4 separate regions of the Mus musculus genome follow, and regions 2, 3 and 4 are each linked to region 1. The links are chromatin contacts, called in public ChIA-PET and promoter capture Hi-C maps. All regions are on one chromosome and are shown on one strand. Each heading gives the region's core, a stretch centred on a gene start, on an enhancer-like site or on the middle of the called end of the contact. The rest is flanking DNA. Distances are from core to core; before and after follow the strand shown. Region 1 holds the start of Lck (lymphocyte protein tyrosine kinase). Region 2 holds the start of Trim62 (tripartite motif-containing 62). Region 3 holds the start of Azin2 (antizyme inhibitor 2). Region 4 holds the start of Ak2 (adenylate kinase 2).

What was found. Promoter capture Hi-C pulls out the DNA fragments that hold promoters and counts their contacts. ChIA-PET counts read pairs in DNA pulled down with a chosen protein or histone mark.
Region 2: a promoter capture Hi-C map of liver shows a contact between it and region 1, with 5 times the contacts expected there. The contact joins the promoter of Trim62 here to the promoter of Lck in region 1. A contact is called at or near these places in 2 of 39 promoter capture datasets (both in liver) and 1 of 115 datasets of contacts at active chromatin or transcription factors (memory CD8 T cells).
Region 3: a promoter capture Hi-C map of liver shows a contact between it and region 1, with 3 times the contacts expected there. The contact joins the promoter of Azin2 here to the promoter of Lck in region 1. A contact is called at or near these places in 4 of 39 promoter capture datasets (the C10 cell line, liver and pre-B cells), 2 of 115 datasets of contacts at active chromatin or transcription factors (memory CD8 T cells and pancreatic cancer cells) and 1 of 9 other capture datasets (adipose tissue).
Region 4: an RNA polymerase II ChIA-PET map of memory CD8 T cells shows a contact between it and region 1, with 11 read pairs. The contact joins the promoter of Ak2 here to the promoter of Lck in region 1. A contact is called at or near these places in 2 of 39 promoter capture datasets (the SN4741 cell line and hippocampal neurons) and 2 of 115 datasets of contacts at active chromatin or transcription factors (bone marrow-derived macrophages and memory CD8 T cells).

What each region holds. Positions count from the first base shown.
Region 1 is chr4:129,571,835-129,576,329 of GRCm38.p6, reverse strand. Lck (lymphocyte protein tyrosine kinase) reads left to right here and starts at 2,689. Exons shown (of 13, transcript NM_001162433.1): 1 at 2,689-2,815.
Region 2 is chr4:128,881,640-128,886,134 of GRCm38.p6, reverse strand. It overlaps Trim62 (tripartite motif-containing 62), which reads right to left and starts at 2,091. Exons shown (of 5, transcript NM_178110.3): 1 at 1,558-2,091. The coding sequence starts at 1,965. Gm33760 (a long non-coding RNA gene) reads right to left here. Exons shown (of 3, transcript XR_003955115.1): 3 at 3,803-4,135.
Region 3 is chr4:128,960,244-128,964,738 of GRCm38.p6, reverse strand. It overlaps Azin2 (antizyme inhibitor 2), which reads left to right and starts at 2,284. Exons shown (of 11, transcript NM_172875.4): 1 at 2,284-2,438; 2 at 2,535-2,655; 3 at 3,180-3,376. The coding sequence starts at 3,272.
Region 4 is chr4:128,990,669-128,995,163 of GRCm38.p6, reverse strand. It overlaps Ak2 (adenylate kinase 2), which reads right to left and starts at 1,940. Exons shown (of 7, transcript NM_016895.4): 1 at 1,728-1,940. The coding sequence starts at 1,820.

The sequences.
Region 1 (4,495 bases), core at 1,440-3,939:
CATACTGGCCTTGAACTCACAGAGATTCACTTGCCTCCGGAGTGCTGGGGTTAAAGGTGTGCACCACTCTGCCCGGCTTCCCCTATTTAACTCTATTAGACACATAGTGGGAAAATCAGGCCACTATGAGACAGATCTCTATGATCTTGACGCCAGTCTGCTCTACAGAGCGAGTTCTAGGTCAGTAAGGACCACCTAGAAAGAGACCCTGTCTCCAAAAATCCAAAAATAAGCAAACAAACAAATTAAGAAAAAAACCCAGGGCCTGGTGAGATGGCTCAGTGGGTAAGAGCACCCGACTGCTCTTCCGAAGGTCAGGAGTTCAAATCCCAGCAACCACATGGTGGCTCACAACCATCTCGTAACGAGATCTGACTCCCTCTTCTGGAGTGTCTGAGGACAGCTACAGTGTACTTACATATAATAAATAAATAAATAAATAAATAAATAAATAAATAAATAAATAAATAAATAAATAAATGAAAAAAAAAAAAGAAAAAAGAAAAAAACCCAGCTAGTTGCTAATTCTTGCTCCACGGGCAGCTAGATATGCATTACTTTAGAACACACACTTTAGAATTCATGCACTGCTTGTCAGCACCGTGCCCCCCAGGCGGGTGCTGAAGCTGAGGTGAGCTGTAAAATGCTAAGGTTTCTAAGTGAGGACAGCAGGGCGGTATATCAGGTCTGGAGACACATCTGCCGGCTCTGTCATTCTCAGGGTTGGGTTGTTTTTTTTTTTTTCCTTCTGTGTGACTCTCAGCCTTTGTTTCTGTGTTTCTCTCTTTGTCTGACTTTCCAACTCAGACTTCCTCCCCCCCCCCCCCCCCGCCATTTCCTGTTCCCCCTTCCCTCTGCAGCTGAGGTGCACACAGCTTCAGCTCCTACCTCACAAACCCCAACAATGCTCTGTGGGCTCCCCTCCCCCTGCCTGCTCACTCAGCGTAGCTCAAGAGGTGACACATTTACACTTTCTTTCCAGTGAGGTCAGGACCCATTCTTGGCCCTGATAGGGGCCATTTGGGGTTCCTCACATCACTGGTGGCCTGGCCCTCTGCCTGTGAGGGACACAATCCTCATTTTTGCCTGCTGGCAGCTTGTTGTGGAGTTCTTAAACTCCTGCTGATGTCAGAATGTCTCTGCCCGCCACAGATACCTGTGCAGTATGCTTGCTCGGTCCTCTACCGGAGGCAACTCGTGGTTATGGCTATGCGCTCCATTAGGGGTGTGGCCTTGCCTCTACTTGAATTACCATTCTGCTGTGCTGTCCTGTCCCCTGCCTGTTATTCTATCTATCTATCTATCTATCTATCTATCTATCTATCTATCTATCTATCTATTATCTATCTACTATCTATCTATATCTACTATCTATCTATCTATCGATCTATCTATCTATCTATCTATCTATCTTCTATCTGTCTCTATCATCTATGTATCTATCTATGTATCTCTGTATGTATCTATGTTTGTATGTATCTATCTACCTATGTATCTATGTATCTATCTATGTATCTATGTATCTATCTCTATCATCTATGTATCTATGTATCTCTGTATGCATATATGTGTGTATGTATGTATGTGTGTATGTATGTATGTGTGTATGTGTGTATGTATGTATGTATGTGTGTATCTACCTATCTATCCATCTACCTATCATCTATCTATCTATCTATCTATCTATCTATCTATCTATCTATCTATCTATCTATCGAAACAGGGTCTCTTTATGTAGCTCTGGCTGTCCTGGAACTTACTGCATAAGTTAGTCTGGCCTGAAACTTGCAGAGATCTGCCAGCCTCTGCCTCCGGAATGCTGGGATTAAAGCCTTATGCCACCATGCCCCAGCCTGTCACTAGGGCCTTAAGACATGAGGTTTTCTTGTCTTCCTCCTGAAACAGACTGTCAACAGTCGATCCTTAGGCACAGGATGACATGGATACGGCTCTGCCAGTGAATGTGGCTGCTGTTTTTACTATAGTACATATAACCTTGTCACCAACTATCTAACAGAGATAGATGCTGTCCAGGTTCAACTCTGAACAAGAGATGCCTTTGGCTGTCCGGCTAAATTAAAGGCCACCCAGTTCTTACATAGCACGGCTGGAGTTGAGTGCAGCGCCATTTCCTTCCCTGTGAGCTAAACTGTAGCTGCTGTGTTCTGCTCACGGGGGCAAAGGCTCTCTTCTCTTACCCAGGAGTATCTTGGAGGGTAGGAGGAGTGCTCCATCAAACAGCCTTCCCCACCATGTTTAGTGACCTTCAAGGGGAGGAAGAGGCAAGTGAATCTCTGTGAGTTCAAGGCAACATAGCAAATTCCATAACAGTCAGGGCAACACGGTGAGTCCCTGCGTTAAAAAAAAATCCTCTCATTGGTTGATGACGACGACGACGATGATGATGATGATTGGACTTGAGGGGTCTAGGCTGGTCTGGAACTCTGTATGTAGCCATTCCTGTCTTCACCTCCAGAACGCTGGGAATATGGACCTATGCCATCACACACAGCCTTCCTCCCTAAGTGCCTCCCTCAGTATGAGTAGAAGCTGGCCTAGAGATGTATGGGACCCAAGAGGCTGAGGGGGTCTAGGTCTATGGCAGCAGGAAGCCTGAGGTGCTGGAGGCTTGTGGTTGGGTTGCTGGGGCTGGGTTGGCTGCAGAGCCCTCAGGAGACAGGAAGTCAGGGTGGAACGTGGGCGCGAGGAGACAGGTGGTGACTACGACGGCGAGGGGAGCTGACACCGGGTCCAGGCAGCCAAGCCAGGCTAGGAGCATCATGTGAATAGGCCAGAAGGCTCCCAGGCTGGGCAGGTAAGGGGTACTGGGAACAACAGTGTAGAAGGGGGCAATGGTGGGAACCAGACAGCAGAACACTGCGTCTGTGGAGGCCTAGGCTCCTTAGGTGTACAGAAACCTTTCAGAAATGCCTTCCTGGAGGTTGTCTGAGCTGGTGGCTCTTGCCTCTGCCATCTGCTGTCCATCATTTCCCACCTTAGGAGGAGCACACTCCTGGGAGAGCCAGCACATGATGTCAAGTGTTAAGAAGGCCACCAGCAGCCACCTGTCCAGTTCCTTGAGCTCAGAGGATGAGGTTTCTGAGGTCCAAAGGTGGCTGTGACCCTGTCTTAACCCATACCTCCTCACGATGGTCCGCGGCAAAGCAGGACCTTGCGTGGGGGTGTAGGCTTGACCTGGGCTCCTTCTATGCCTGTGGCACACAGGGTGATGAGATGGACCGTCCTGAGGGCAGGGCCCCAGGAATCAGTCCCCAGGTCCCTAAGGCAGACCCAAGTGGCAGAAACAGATGAAAGAGTAACCCATGGGATCCAGGTGGACATATGAGAATCGACGGCAGCCTTAGCAACCAGCATCCTGAAACACAGAGGAGTCAGTAAGGAAGCAGATAGATATGTGTAGGGCGTTTATCCAGAATGGATGTGTGTTCCCCGGGGAAGTTGGTAGTGAACGAGATGGGAGAAGGGAAGAGGAAAGACTATTTTTATCCTGAACTGGGTATAGCTGGAGCAGGGCAAGAACTTCTGAACTTCCCTCTGGAAAGTCACCGCTCCTGTCCTGCCAAGTGTCAGGACAGGATGTTCTTGCCTTTGCCCTTGTCCCCATCCTGTCTTAACTCAGCTGTATTTGTGTGTTCATGTCGGCCTTCATGATTCTTCCTTCAGACCCTAAAGGATAGAGGCCCAGAATCTTGTCACCAGCCACCACCCATTCGTTCAGTCAAACTCTAAACTCTGGAGGACGGTCTCTTCCTCCACTGACTGTCCAGGTTTCCCTTGCCTCACCGTAGATGTTTATGTCACAGATTTTCCATCTTGTCAGCATATGCTGGCCTCTTCCAAGACCTTGCCTCCTTACAGGGGCAGGAAACACACTGGCTCTTCCGGTGTTTCATCTGTCCTTGAACTGCAGTCCTCTAGGCTGGCCCTGTGCTGACTGGGAGAGGAATCCAACAGGGTTGCTTGTTCTTGGAGCTCAGGATGGTGGCTCTTCTCAAAAGAGCCCAGAGGACAAAGTCAGAGAATGGGTTGAGATCAGACGAGGGAGAAGTTTCCTTCAAGGGAATCTAGAAGCTTCCTGAACAAGGCTCATTCTGGAAGGTGCTTAGGACAGAAAACTAAGGTCCCCACCCCCTGTGCTGCTCTCCGGGACCACAGAGGCAGAGACCTCAGAATAAAGTCAAAGGTGCAAGAGCCCAGGTGTGGTATAGTGTAAACACACACACACACACACACACACACACACACACACACACACACTTTTCAGCATCAGAGAAAGGCCCAGGAAGAATTCACTGTCTGAGTGAGTGGTTTGTCCGCCCCATATTTCAGTCTGTTTATAAAGACACAATAACAAAGCTCTTGCTTCCAAAATGCCTGGCAAAATCAAAGGGATAATAATGATAATGTGCCCTGGATAGTATTGACACACAGTAGGTGCTTAAGGGAAGCTAGGTACTTCCTCTCCCTGCAGAGT
Region 2 (4,495 bases), core at 842-3,341, 690 kb after region 1:
TTGATAGGTCCTGTGGGCTAAGCCTGTGCCAGTTTGGGGACAATAAACATGCCAGGGAAAAAGCTGTTGCTACCTTGAGGTATTGTCTATGACTGGTATCCCAAAGCCAGGGAAGAGACTGGCTGGGCTGAAACTGCTCAGCTTGAGAAAAGAAGTCAAAGACGCTTGAGCATCATTAAATAGGCTTTAGTGGGTATCCTCCCACCAAGATTGTGTAACAGAATTCCACCAGGTGACTGTGTTACTGAGAATCCTCTAGTGGGGAGGATTTGGAAGATATGCTGCATTATCCGATTAAAGCGGATCGTGGAATGCTTCTCCTTAGAGTCCCACCCCTGAGGCGGCAACATCACCGTCCTCAGCAGCTAAGAGCTCTTGCTGAGGGCCTGGGTTTGATTCCCAGCACCCACGGTGGTGACTCACAATCGTGTGTAACTCCAGGTCCACAGGATCTGATGCCCTCCTCTGGCCTCTTGGTGCGCATGCACATGGTGCACATGCAGGCAAGATACTTGCACACAGACAATAAAATAATTGATTATTGATATCAATACTATCTTATTGATAGAAGACATCCAGGAAAATGTAGTTCTCAGCACGTGTATCTACCTATATTTCTTTCTCTCTATACAAACACACACACACACACACACACACACACACACACGACAATGGAGCTTGAGGAAAGGAAAATGTTTGGGTGGGGTCTTAGAGTATTAAACACACTGACCAGGGTCTTGCCCTCTTGTCAATGACAACGGAAAGGTTTAGGGGAGACTAGCTGCAGTTAAGGGCTATGTCCAATTGAGTACTCAAAGATTCGGATGTAGAAGACAAGAGGGGTCATCACCAGGCCTTGGGAATTCCTAGAAGCTTGTCTTCCCCTCCTCCAAATCTTGTCTAATTCTCCAAATCTTGAATCTTTAATTCCTGGTTCCACTCTCAATTGGCCCCTACTCTGGTTTAAATTTTAAAAAAAAGGTTCTTGTCATATCTGAACTTGAGGCCGACCTTAGACTCTCACCTCACATACCTTGATCTAATCTTGGCACCCAAACCTGCCCTCTGAACAATTTGCACGTCTTAAGCTTAACTCTCACTTTCATCATCCAACCGAGGCCCAGGCCTCACTCTAGATCTCAATGAACACCTGGAGCAGCAAGCCGCATCCCACAATGCCCCAAACATTCCAGAATTCTGTAGCTGCATTTAGAGTAGCTCACCCCTCCCACACACCCCACTTCGACTCCCAGGTTAGCTTTGATAGTGGTCCTTCCTTTGCCCAAAAGTCCAGAAGGAGCTGCTGTCTCCCATTCTGTCTCAGCCTCAGCCAGCATCTGGTCCAGCTGTAGCTTCCTCTCTCCATCATCCTATCCCACCTCGACCTGTCTCCCATCCAGATCTCTCTCAAGCCCATTTGACACAGTGATGCTCAAGGGACCCGCCCCTGCCCCGCCCCTCACAGGAGCCACGCCCCTTTGGCATTAAGCCGGCCTGTGGCCCTTGCCCCTATTGGAACCCTGACCCCACCTACAGCCCCGCCTGTCCGCCTCGCACCTGCAACTCCTCGAAGGCATCGTCGATGCCAGTGACCTGGTGTTGCTCGTGCAGCGCGGGCTCATCACAGAAGAAGCAGAGCAGTGCGCGGTCCGTGAGGCAGAAGAGCTTGACCTTGTCGTGAGCCTGGCAGGGTCGCGCGGCTCGGCGCGCGTTGAGGATGGCGTCCAGCGGGAAGGCGCTGTAGCGCTCCACGATGTTGGCCAGCTTGAGGCTGGGCGCGAGCGCGGGCTCGGCGAACGTGCGCCGGCACTCCGGGCAGTCGCGGGCGCCCTGAGCCTCCTGCCGCACCCAGTGCTCGGTGATGCAGCGGCGGCAGAAGTAGTGCTCGCAGCCCAGGCTCACCGGGTCCTGGTAGATGCTCAGGCAGATGGAGCACAGCAGCTCGTCCTTGAGGCTGCACGCCATGGCGCCAGGGGCGGCGCGAAGCGGAGCCCGGGAGGCCGGCGGCCGGCGCGGCGCGATTGGGGGCGGTACCCGGGGGCCAGGCCCACGGGGGCACGGGCGACAGGCGCCGGGGAGCGCGGGGGGAGCTGTCTGCGACGCCGGAGGCGCGAGGGCTCGGTGCCGAGTGGGTGCCACCCGGGATGCGAGCACCGGAGCTCGGTTTCGAGGTCCTAGGTGGCCACCAGCGATGGGCGCTGGAGGAGAGAGGCCGAGGGCGTCCCAAGGAAGGGGCTCCAGGCGAGGAGGATCTAGAGGACCAGACACTCCCAAGGGATAGATGCTGCGAGGAGGAGATCCCGAAGAGGGGCGGAATCCCGGGACCCGAAAAGCTTTGAGAGGGGGTCGAGCTGGGGATGGGGAATTCTGCGGGACAGAGCAGCCAGACCCAGCCGCACCGCGGCTTTGCCCGGCAGAGCAGAGGAGGGGTGCCGGCCCACTCAGCTGCCCGACCCTGGCCGCAGATCCCGGCCCCGCGCGGCCCCTTACCCGCACCAGCTCAGCGGCCACCGCTTCGGTCCAGCGCAGCCTCTCAACCCGGAACCAGCCGAGCCGAACTGCCCGGCGCCCAGGCTCCCTCTCCGCCCCCGCGGGCGGGACCCGAGCCGCTCCGCCCCCGCGGCGGGCGGGGGGAGGGGAGGGGCCTCCAGACCCCGCCTCGCTGCCACTGTGCTCCTGACCCCCAGGGACGGGAAAAACAGCTGTTTCTTCTGGGTCTGCACAGCTGTCAGGTTTGTTTAGGGTCCTGGCGGCAGGGGGCGAGAGGACAGCTAATGAAGAAAAAGTGAGAAGATAGCACCTAAGGAACATCTCTCCGGATGATCAATTTGAAGAACTAAGGGCAATAATAACTGAGTATTAAGACAAGACGGTGCTCTGTAGTCTGCATAGAATATATAATGTTTGCATAGATTGTAGTGATAAAATTAGAGACTTGCCCTGTTGGCATGGGCTAAGTTCAAAGTCGCCATTCTCCTAAACCTTTAGGTTCTATTTCCTCTTCCCTTTCTAAGGAGGGCTCTTAGTAGAAGATTGTGGAGAGAACCCTGCCTAACGTCTAGCTCAAAGGTTCTTTCCATTCATCGGATGTTTCTGCATTGCTGTGTGAGCATGTGTGTGAGTGTGTGTGTGTGTGTGTGTGTGTGTGTGTATAAGAAGTTGGAGTAAGAAAAAAAGTATAATGGGAGACCTTGTCATCTCTGCCAGATGGAGGGGAGGAAAGGGATTTCTAAGAAGGTGAAAGAGAGAGACAGACAGACAGAGAGACAGACAGAGACAGGGAGAACAGAAGCATGAGTGGGGGGGGGCACATGGAGACCTGCATGCTGTTCTGTTCTGTTCTGTTCTGTTGAGAGTGGGATAAGGAAGAAGTTTGGGGAAGGTGAAAGGCATGGGCATCTTAGAGAAGAATTTCTTGAAGGTGTTGGGCTTTCGAGCAGAAAAATGGCCTGCCTTGGTTTGGGTTTCTTGGTGTGCAAGATACACACTACATCATCAGTACAGTGAAGGAGGGGGACCCTTTGCATGCATGCAGTGCTAGGCACGGGTGAGCAACTGTGGCAAAGCCGAGGCCTGCAGGAGGAAGGAAAGGCTGGCCCCAGGGAGGTGGTTGCTGTCTCAGGACCTGCAAGAGGTCAGTTTGCACCGTGATTGTCTGTCAGGATAAGACCATCAGGAAAAAAAAAAAGCACCATGACAATTAGTGGTGGATAAAGGGGGTGATGGGGAGGAGGTATTGAGAGTGTGTTGCATAACTTTTCCTGTGGTGACATGAACAAAGGTATATTCATTCCAGACAGGGCATAGTGAACCAGTCGGTTTATTGGGGTTAGTTAAAGGAACATGGGTGACTCAAAGGATCCCACCCCAGCATGGGTGACAAGTCATGAAAGTCACATCCGTAGGATTCCCTGCTCTGCTTGCAGGCAGCTCTGCAGGCCTGACGGTCCCTTCTCCTTAGGGGAGGGGCTCCGTGCATCCTGTAACTGCCTAAGGTTCTTGAGCCTTTGTGATGCCTCCTAGAGTCTTAGGCGCTTTCCTTCTGGAACACTTGTTTCATCCAGAGGACATAACTCTGCATCAGGGTGGCTCCCCAGCACCGGCCTCTTCCACCAGTGTCTTCACCGGGGTTAAACTTCATTGAAGTAGAATTTAAGAAAGAAATGCTTCATTCTGTGAACACGCCCTCCATCACCCTCACCCGGCTCCTGTTTCACAAGAGACAGGCTGGCTGCTCATGTGACAGCTATTCCTTACATCCAGAGCCTGGATTCTGTTTAAGTGACACTCTTTCCAATATGATCATGGGAAGGCAGACCCCACCCAGCTCCAGGAGAGAATTTTGTTTGATCCAAATCATGATGGTTGCATCCCTCTTGTCGGTAATGGATTGGTGGTGTCTAACTTGGAAAAAAAAACCAAAAAAAACAGAGAGAAAGACTAAGGAGAGAGGAGCCTTCTGGAGGCATGCTTTGGCATTAGAGTAGCCATGTTG
Region 3 (4,495 bases), core at 1,035-3,534, 610 kb after region 1:
ACAGCCCAGCGGGTGTATGGATGTTCACAGCTGATCAAGCTCTCAGCTCCACTAGTCTGAATGAAACTCTGCTTTCATTGTAAACCAAGCTTTCCCATCCACATGACTATTCAATTACCTTTTCCTGCCCCAGAACCGTATTGTTTTCAGGACTACAACCTAATAGAATGTTTTGTGATATCTGGGGGAGGAAGTCCTTTTCTCTCCCCTTTTTGGTGATGGAGATGTGAACCGGGCCCCATACACGTTAAGGCTTTACGAAATGACTTGCTTTTCTCTAAGAACATCTTGGCTGTTCTTCAGGAGATGTTACAGATGGGTTAGTGGCTTTGTTTTGTTTCTTTCTTTCTTAAGACAAGGTCCCCTGTAGCCCAGGCTGGCTCTGAACTCCCCTTGTAGCCAAGGATGACCTTACACTTCCAAGCCTCCTGTCTCCACTCTTACTCCTGAATGCTGTGATTATAGACAATACCAACATATCCTGTTTAGTTGGTGCATGCCAGGATGCTCTCTGTTAACTGAGCTACATTCTCACCCCCAGACATACTTCAAGCAATAATTAAAAGGCAGTTTAATTAAGTGAGACTCTATAGATTTCTACCAAATAAAACTTGGGATATTCTTGGCAAGTCAGTAGCATTTATGAGGTACTTATTATATGCCAAGGGCTCTCCTTTCCTTCTTTATTTTTTAAAAGATTTATGTGTATGAATGTTTCACTTGCATGCATATGTGTACCACATTTGTGCCTGGTGATCAGGGGAGTCAGATGAGGGTGTGGAATTAGGTGGAGTTCCCACGTGGGTTCTAGGAATTGAACCTGGTCCTTCGAAAGAGCAACAAGTGCTCTTAACCTCTGAGCCATCTCTCCAACCCTACCAAGGGTTTTCTTAAAATTTGTAATTTTTTTTCTTGTTTTTTTGAGACAGGATTTCTCTGTGTAGCTCTGGTAGTAGATCTCTGTGTAGAATAGGCTGGCTTCGAACTAAGAGATTTGCTGGGATTAAAGCTATGGGCCACCATGCCTGGCTTAAAACTTGTAAACTCTTTTTTTTTTTTTTTTTTTTTTTCCGAGACAGGGTTTCTCTGTATAGCCCTGGCTGTCCTGGAACTCACTTTGTAGACAAGGCTGACCTCGAACTCAGAAATCCGCCTGCCTCTGCCTCCCAAGTGCTGGGATTAAAGGCGTGCGCCACCACATCCGGCTAAAACTTGCAAACTCTTAACGTAGTATACATAACAGGTACAACAGGGCATTAATCATATGTGTATAACTCAAGGAGCGCGCGCGCGCACACACACACACACACACACACACACACACACACACACCTGTAACCATTACCAAGCACCGGAAAGGTTCCATTCTGTCTCTTCCCAGTCAGCAGCCACATGCGCAGAGACAAGCAGCATTCGGACTTCTACCCGGAGAACTCTTGAATTAGCTTCTGAGCAACACCCTGCGCATGCTAAGCACTCCAAGGAGCCCGGCTCTCAGTCCCTGCCCTTGGAGTGCACAAAGCTGAGATGTTTTATCAGGCAAAAAAAAAAAAAAGGAAAGCAGGTGCGGGTATCTCAGCAACTGATATTAAGGCTCAAGGGAAGGAGGGGAGGGGTCAGACAGAGACAAGGACTGTGAGTCCCATTGCGTTTCGGGGCCAGGGATGGTCCGATAGAGGAAGATATTACACTGGACTCTGATGGATGAACAGGGATTTGTGTATAGAAGAGGAGACATGCTTTGAGTCGAAGCCACATTTCACCAGAGTCTTGTGGATTCTGAGAATGAAGGCATCACCCCGAGCTCGTGAAGCCACAAAAATTCTATTTGAATACATTTTAGCTGGCATTTGAGTTGGGAGTTTAAAATGCCTAGAAGAGGCGATTAAGTAAAAGGTCATATTACAAAATAAGACAGGAGAGGTTTGGGCTCCAAGGGCGGAGCCAGAACTTCACCAGGGGAGGAGCAGGGGGCCATCGACTTCAGCCAGGGACAGAAAAGTTTTCCGGAGTCACTTTTTGAGACGCAGGACGCAGGATCTGCGGCTCAGACCACGTAGACGCCTAGGATTCGAAGGATTTCCCCGCGTGGACCTCCGCGGACATCAGTCAGCCAGCTTGCTTAGCTGCGCAGCTTTGCGGAGCAGCCTCGCAGGGCTGAATGCTTTATGTCCGAATCGACCAATGGGCTGGCGGCACCCGGTTGCCCTGGCTACGGAGCAGGCAGGGGCGGGGCCAGGGCACCGGGGCGGGGCTAGGGCGGGGCTTATATAAGCGAGCGGCGGGCGCAAGGCGGGGCGTGGGGTCGGTGGCTGCTGGGCGCGCGGGGCGCAGGCCGCGGGGCCGGAGCCGGGGGGAGCGAGCGAGCGGAGGCGCCGAGGATCCGATTCACTCGCTGGGGAGACCTATGGGCCGAAGCCGTGTAAATGCGTTTTAAGGCGAGTGCAGGAGATGGCTGGGGGGGAGCCTCGGGGAGCGGGCGTCCTCGGCTTTGGGCGCTGACCCTTCCCCCGGCCCCCCTTGCCTCCTCTCAGCAGGGGCCTCGGCTCCGCAATTGCCACTCCTCCTCGGGGTGTTGCACAAGTTTCGAGGTCACCGGCGACCCCCCCTAGCAGCGCGCCTGGCTCTGGCCCCCGCGAAGGAGGACGGGGCTTGGTAAGGAGGCCTGGGGTTGGGGTGCGGGACCCCCGCCCTGCACTTGAGAGAGCCGTCCCGCGGACAGAACCCACCCGTGGCTCATAGAGCATTCTTAGTGTGTCAGGACCAACCTTTTATAAATGGGGAAACTGACCCAAGGTCATGAAGCAGAGAGCCGACTCGAACTCAAGCTCACGGGTTTTGTTTTTTTTTTTTTTGGCCCTTTAGGTAGGTGTAGTCTGGACTGGAGAAATCCTTCAATTGGAAGGAGACTTCCCCAACTAGGTTTCTCAGATCTGTCCCCACATTTTTTTTCTTCCAATTTCAAATTTCAGAACTGGAAAAGAACTCCAAACCAATCCCATTTAACAGATGGGGGTAATTGAGGCTCTAGCAGACATAACTTCACCATTCCCAGCGAACCTCGGCTTCTCAGGCTTGGGCAAGGGCACAGAACATGACTGGGCAGGGACCGTAGGCCTGGGGAGGTGAGGGATGCAGCCTGTTCCCCAGCGGTTTCCTCCATCTCCCTCTCCCCACAGTGTGTTGCATACTTTCTAAGGCGGTGGCCAAGGCAGCCAGCGGTGCTCCAAGGCAGCGGTTTCCTCCAGCCCCTGGGCTCCTCCTGCTCAGCATGGCTGGCTATCTGAGTGAATCGGACTTTGTGATGGTGGAGGAGGGCTTCAGCACCCGGGATCTGCTGGAGGAGCTCACTCTGGGGGCCTCCCAGGCCACCTCGGTGAGGGGATGGAAATGGGTGTGGGTTGGTTGCCTGTCCTCTTCTCTGTAGGAGACCTCCCATTCTCTCGGTATTGGTATTTGTTTACTTGATATTTACTAGATTGTCCCCTTTATCTCCAATTCTTGGTCCTTGCCCCCACATCTGCCCTCCCTGTGTTTCCTGACTTGAGAAAAGAACAGTATCTCCACCTTCACGGTCTCCCCAGCACTCCAGGTGGGAACTTCGGAGTACCTGCCTTTTGCGCTCTCCCCTTCTACACTCAGGCATACCCAGCTCCAGGAACTTCACGGGAGAACCTCCCTTGTGGTTGGTCCTCTTCTCTCCGAAGCCCCCAGGACCTTCTCCTGTTTCTCCCACCTGCTGCAAGTCTCCGGAACAGAATCCCACAACAGCTCCCCACTGCCCCAGGACCCCCAGCCGCACTTCCGGCTTCATGCTCAGGCTTGCGCTCTGCTCAGTTAGAGCAGAGTCGCTGTGTATGTGAGGTGCTGTTTCACTGGGCCTTTGCTGGGCTTGTCTTCAGGGTTCCCTCCCTCTACGGTTGCCTTTTTCCTGATTTGCTTCTGGCTGGCTCTGTATTCTCTGCCTCCAGGGCCACTCACTTATTCTGTAGAGTCCCATATAGCATTTATTAAAGGGACTTGTAACTACTTAAGGGCGGTTTCTCTCCAGATCCAAGCCCTTTCAAGGTCTTTGGCCTCTGCCTCAATTATTATGTTGGACAACACCGAATGGGTATCCATTAAAAAAAAAAAAAAGAAGTTGCAGGAAGAGGAAAATGAGTCCCAGGAAGGGTTTACCACAGCCTCAACCATGTCTGTGAGGATCAGGCATGGCTTGCAAGTGGGAAGAGCACTTGCATGACATTGGCAGTGGGCTGTACGCCACGGTATCTGCCTTTTGTGGAGCAGATAGCTGTATATATAGGTCTGCTGCTTTAAAAGGACATGCAGAATGCAGCCAGAGCATTAAATGTTATGGGTTAAAACCTATTTTGCATAACACATATATTTTATATATAACTATGTATAACCATACATATATATGTGTATGTATGTATATATGTATTTATAAGTGTGGGGGTAGCATTTAGGGTGAATGACAGGAAATTGAGAA
Region 4 (4,495 bases), core at 691-3,190, 580 kb after region 1:
CCTTCCATGAGCCCACGGCACATGGTCCTCCCAGATCTGAATGAATCAGCTTCATGCTGCTGCACTACACCTGAGCTGGGGGCAGAGAGAGATGCCACTGAGTGGTCAGCGTTCACAGCTGTCACGCGCCCTGCCACCAGCTAGGAATGTGTGGGTGCTCTCAATATAAAAGCCATCATCTTCCAATGTCTTTGTAAGCTTTACATTTTCTAGGTAGAAACACTGAGAAGTTACATACATAGCGTTCTACATGCACAGATATACACACATATACGTAGACTGTACAGCCCGAGATGCTGATCTGCTTGCCAAAATACTGAGAACTTGGCAAACAGAACAGGTGACGTGGGTACACAGGTGACATAGGTACACAGGTGACATGGGTTCACAGGTAAAGTAGCTTGCCGTCAAGTCTGACGGTCCGAGTTCGATCCCTGGGCTCCACATGGTAGAAAAAAGAAAATGATTCCAGCAAGTTGCACTCTGACCTCCACGTATGCATCACGGCACGCATGTCCCCACACACTCTTTCTCTACGTCCCTGCGCACACACACACACACACACACACTCTCCCACCTTATGTGTGACAGAGAGAGAGAGAAGGAGGGAGGGAGACGGAGGGAGACAGAGGGGAGGTATCTTTAAAAACATAACAATAAACTCAGCAGTGCTGTGAAGAGGGAGGACAGCACTCATTTGCTTGGGAACGCAACCTTGAAAGAATTCCCTCTTTAGAGCATAGTGATCATCAAAGCTTGGGGTCTGATGGGGAGGTAGAGTTGAGGGGTGGGTGGTTGTGGCCAAAGGCTGGGCAAGAAAGTGACACCAACGGCCCACCATATGAGCTTCCAAGCCCTACGTGCCAGCATAAATCCCAGCCCTGATCTATGGCCCAGATGCCAAGCAAGGGAGGCTCTGCAGTGGGGCAGAAGGCAATCCTTGAGGCCTCTGTGAAACCGATTTCACTAACTTTGAAAAGTCACTGGACCTCTACACCTGTTTTCTTACCTGTTGATCTAGCACGTTAGCGGCCCTCAATTGCTCAATTACAACCATCAGAGCCATCTCATGCTGCTCCATGAGCACTCCCTGCCCCACTCACAACCCCCCATGATGCCCGTGGCTTATGAACCGAATCTATACATTCACCTCCAGTTTTCTGGCCAGCTGGAAAGGTTTTCTCCCATCCCCCCACCCCCAACAACACTGGTGGCTCCCGCGGCTCATGCCTCACTCTTGGCAGAACGCCTCGATAGGCATACACCAGTAACCACTCTGCCCCACGTGGAGACTTCTTAGTACCCCTAATCATTAGCCATTAAAAAAATTAAAAGTTTCACCCCCTTATGCCTAGAAATTATCCCTGACTCAGGGCAATACGCTCTCAACTCCGAGGGCGACTTGGTCACAAAGCTTTCTCCCATTCGGGCCTGTGATCCAGAGCTTCAGCCTGGGGGATCGCCCTGCCTTTCACAATTTTCAAGTAACAGTCCCTGGATGCCCTAACACGATCCTGGGTTCCCCCAAGAACCTCCACCCAGCCTCCCCCTTACTGCGACTGGGACCCTCCCCTAAACACCGCGCCACAACTGGAGACCCCGCGAGGGTCCCTGCAGGCCAGGGCTCACCACCCAGCTCCGGGGCGGGAAAGGAGCTTCCGGCTCTCCGACCGCCCTGACCTTGTAGCTTCTCGGGCTCCACCGCCCGACACGGAACCGACACTCACCTGCGTCCCCTTGCCAGCCCCGGGCGGCCCCAGCAACACGGCCCGGATGCCCTTCGGAATCTCCGGTTCGGAAGCCAACACGTTGGGAGCCATGTCTTCCAAAGCTTCACTCCAACAGCCAGCCGCACACCTCACAGGTCTAGCGCTTCCAGGCCAGCGTACATCCTACTCCGGGCTCACACTGGTCGCTCGCCGCATCCGTCAACCCTCTCTACCCGCCCCCGAACTTGACGGGCACTTTCATTTACCAATCGTACGACGAGACTAAGAAAATTCTGTTTCCGATTGGGCAGAATTGGGAACGAGGAAGAGGCGGGCCAGCCTGGGAAGAGCTGGGGCAACAGAGCGCGTGCGGCTCTCGGCTGGTGTATGGAGTGGGCGGGAAAAACGAGAAGGAAGCCTGGAGCGGGTGAAGTTCTAGTTTGGCCTTTGACAGTTAATAACTCCAGAGTCTCTGTTTGAGCCCCGTAAAATTGCCTGTGAGAGTGTAAGTGGGTAAAATCACTCCCAGGAAACAAATTGGCAATAACGTAACCTTTGGACCAGTAATTCCACTTCCAAGAATTCAAAGGCAGAAACAAGGAATATGTAATGAGTTCCTGACAAAGATGTTGATGTCTAATAATAAGATTGGTTAAGTAAATTCCAACAAGTTTGTAATCTGACACCCTCTCCCTCCAGAACACCCCCATTGAACAGCACCATAACTTTGGCTATTTGGGAAGATCACATTTAAAGCTTGTCAAGGCCACGACGGTGAATTCAAGGCCAGCCTGGGCAGTTTAATGAGACCTTGTCCCAAAATGAAAATGAAGATAGCTGGGGCTGGCTATAGTACAGAGACAGAAGTTTTGGGCTCAATCCCCAGGACTGTAAAAATAAAACACATATGCATATATGAACACAGACAACCTTCCTGACTTTTAAGTCAGCAGAAAGACAGTTTTTATCCAGAGAGATGAGCCTGTCTTGAACAAGGCAATGATGTCGCCAGCTTTTAGGTGTGTCAAAGTTTCATCCTGTCCCAAAGGAGCCTTTCTCAACTGTAAGTGCAAGTGTGATTAGGAAACCATTCTTGCCCCACAGGCACAGTGCAACCATTTTCTACACCCTAGTGGTAAATGATGTTAACCAGCTAGCCAGATGGCTCAGCTAGTATAGACACTTGCCACCAAACTCTGAGGACCTGCGTTTGATTAACAAGACCCCACCCCCAATGAAAGAAAGAAGAGAACCAACTCCCACAGGTTGTCCACCGAGCTCCACATGTGTGCTGTGGTACACATATCTGCGCGTACATATATGTTCACACACAGAAAATAAGAAATAAATTCAAATGAAAAAAGAGAAACTAACATTCATACTTCTTGCTCATCCTGGATTTTCATGGGAGCCAGCTTGATCTGGTTGGGTTCTCTTAGTGGCCTTGAAGGAAGCAGGGGTTTATTGTGTCCTTTTTAAGACCGGAAGCGGAAGTAAGAGCTGATCACTATATAATTACATGGTCACAGGATTACAAGTAACACTGTGAACTAAGGGGCAGGGCAAAGTTCAGTCACTGGTGTCTAGCACTCAAGTGTGAGGGCCTGCGTTCTGGTGCCCGGCACTCAGGTAACGTCAGCAACTGTTTACAACCCCAGCCCTGAGGAGGTAGAGATCGGCAGACTCTTGGAGCTCACTGAGCAGAAAGCCTAGCCTAATGAGTGAGCTTCAGATACAATGGAAGGCCTGTAGAGAGAATCGATGTGTACTGTGTGGAAGCATCACCTGCCAATCAAAAGCAGATGGCCCTTTAACAAAAGGCAGGAAGTAGAAGATGGGAGTTCCGGGAAAGAGATGGGAACTCTGGGTGATAGTCAGAGGTGGAAGATGCTTGGCCCAGACTCTGGGCTCATGAGACTGAGAAGAAAGTAGCCATGTGGCTGAACTCAGAAGCGTTTAAATGGGTTGGGTAAGTGACAGGCTAGTCAGGGGACAAGCTAAAGCTATGGCCTAGGCAATTATTCATAAACAAAGAAGCCTCCGAGTAGTTATTCAGGAACTGGGGTACAGGTGGGAAAGCCCACGGCTACAGAAACCTTGTCTTGTCTCAAAAGAGAAGGTAGAGGGGCAGGAGAGATGATTCAGGGGTTAAGAGCACTGGGTGTTGGTTTGGCTCTCGACATCCACATGGGAAGTCACAACCCTTTGTAACTCCAGTTCCGGAGATCTGATGCAGTTCTTTCCTACCCTCAAAGGCACCAGGCACACGTGCAGTGCACATACACATGTACATGCAGACAAAACACTCACACATATAAGGTAAAATAAATAAATCTAGAAACAAAAGGTAGAGAGAAATAAGCAGAAGACACCAGAAGTCAACCTCTGGTCTTTCTACCAATGTGCATACACATACACACCTGCACTCACATGTGCACACACATCCATGGTCAGGGACAAGAGAGACCAGAAACCAGGTACAGTAATGCAGGCCTATGATTCTAGCATTTGGGAAGCTGAGGAGGAAATTCAAGGCCATTTTGGGCCATGTAGCAAATTCAAAGCCAGCCTGGTCTATATGAGACCCTATCTCAAAGACGGCAAAACAAGCAAGCAACACAAAACAGTGGGGGGGGGGGGTCATGAGCTAATACCCCAGAAAGCACAGGGTTCAGAGGAGCGAGCACATTTTGTCTGGGAGAACCTTCTGGGTGGGCAAATCCCATGTTATCATCCCCTCCCACTGGTGACGACGAACCCCTGTTCTCATTCTGACCAGTCATGGG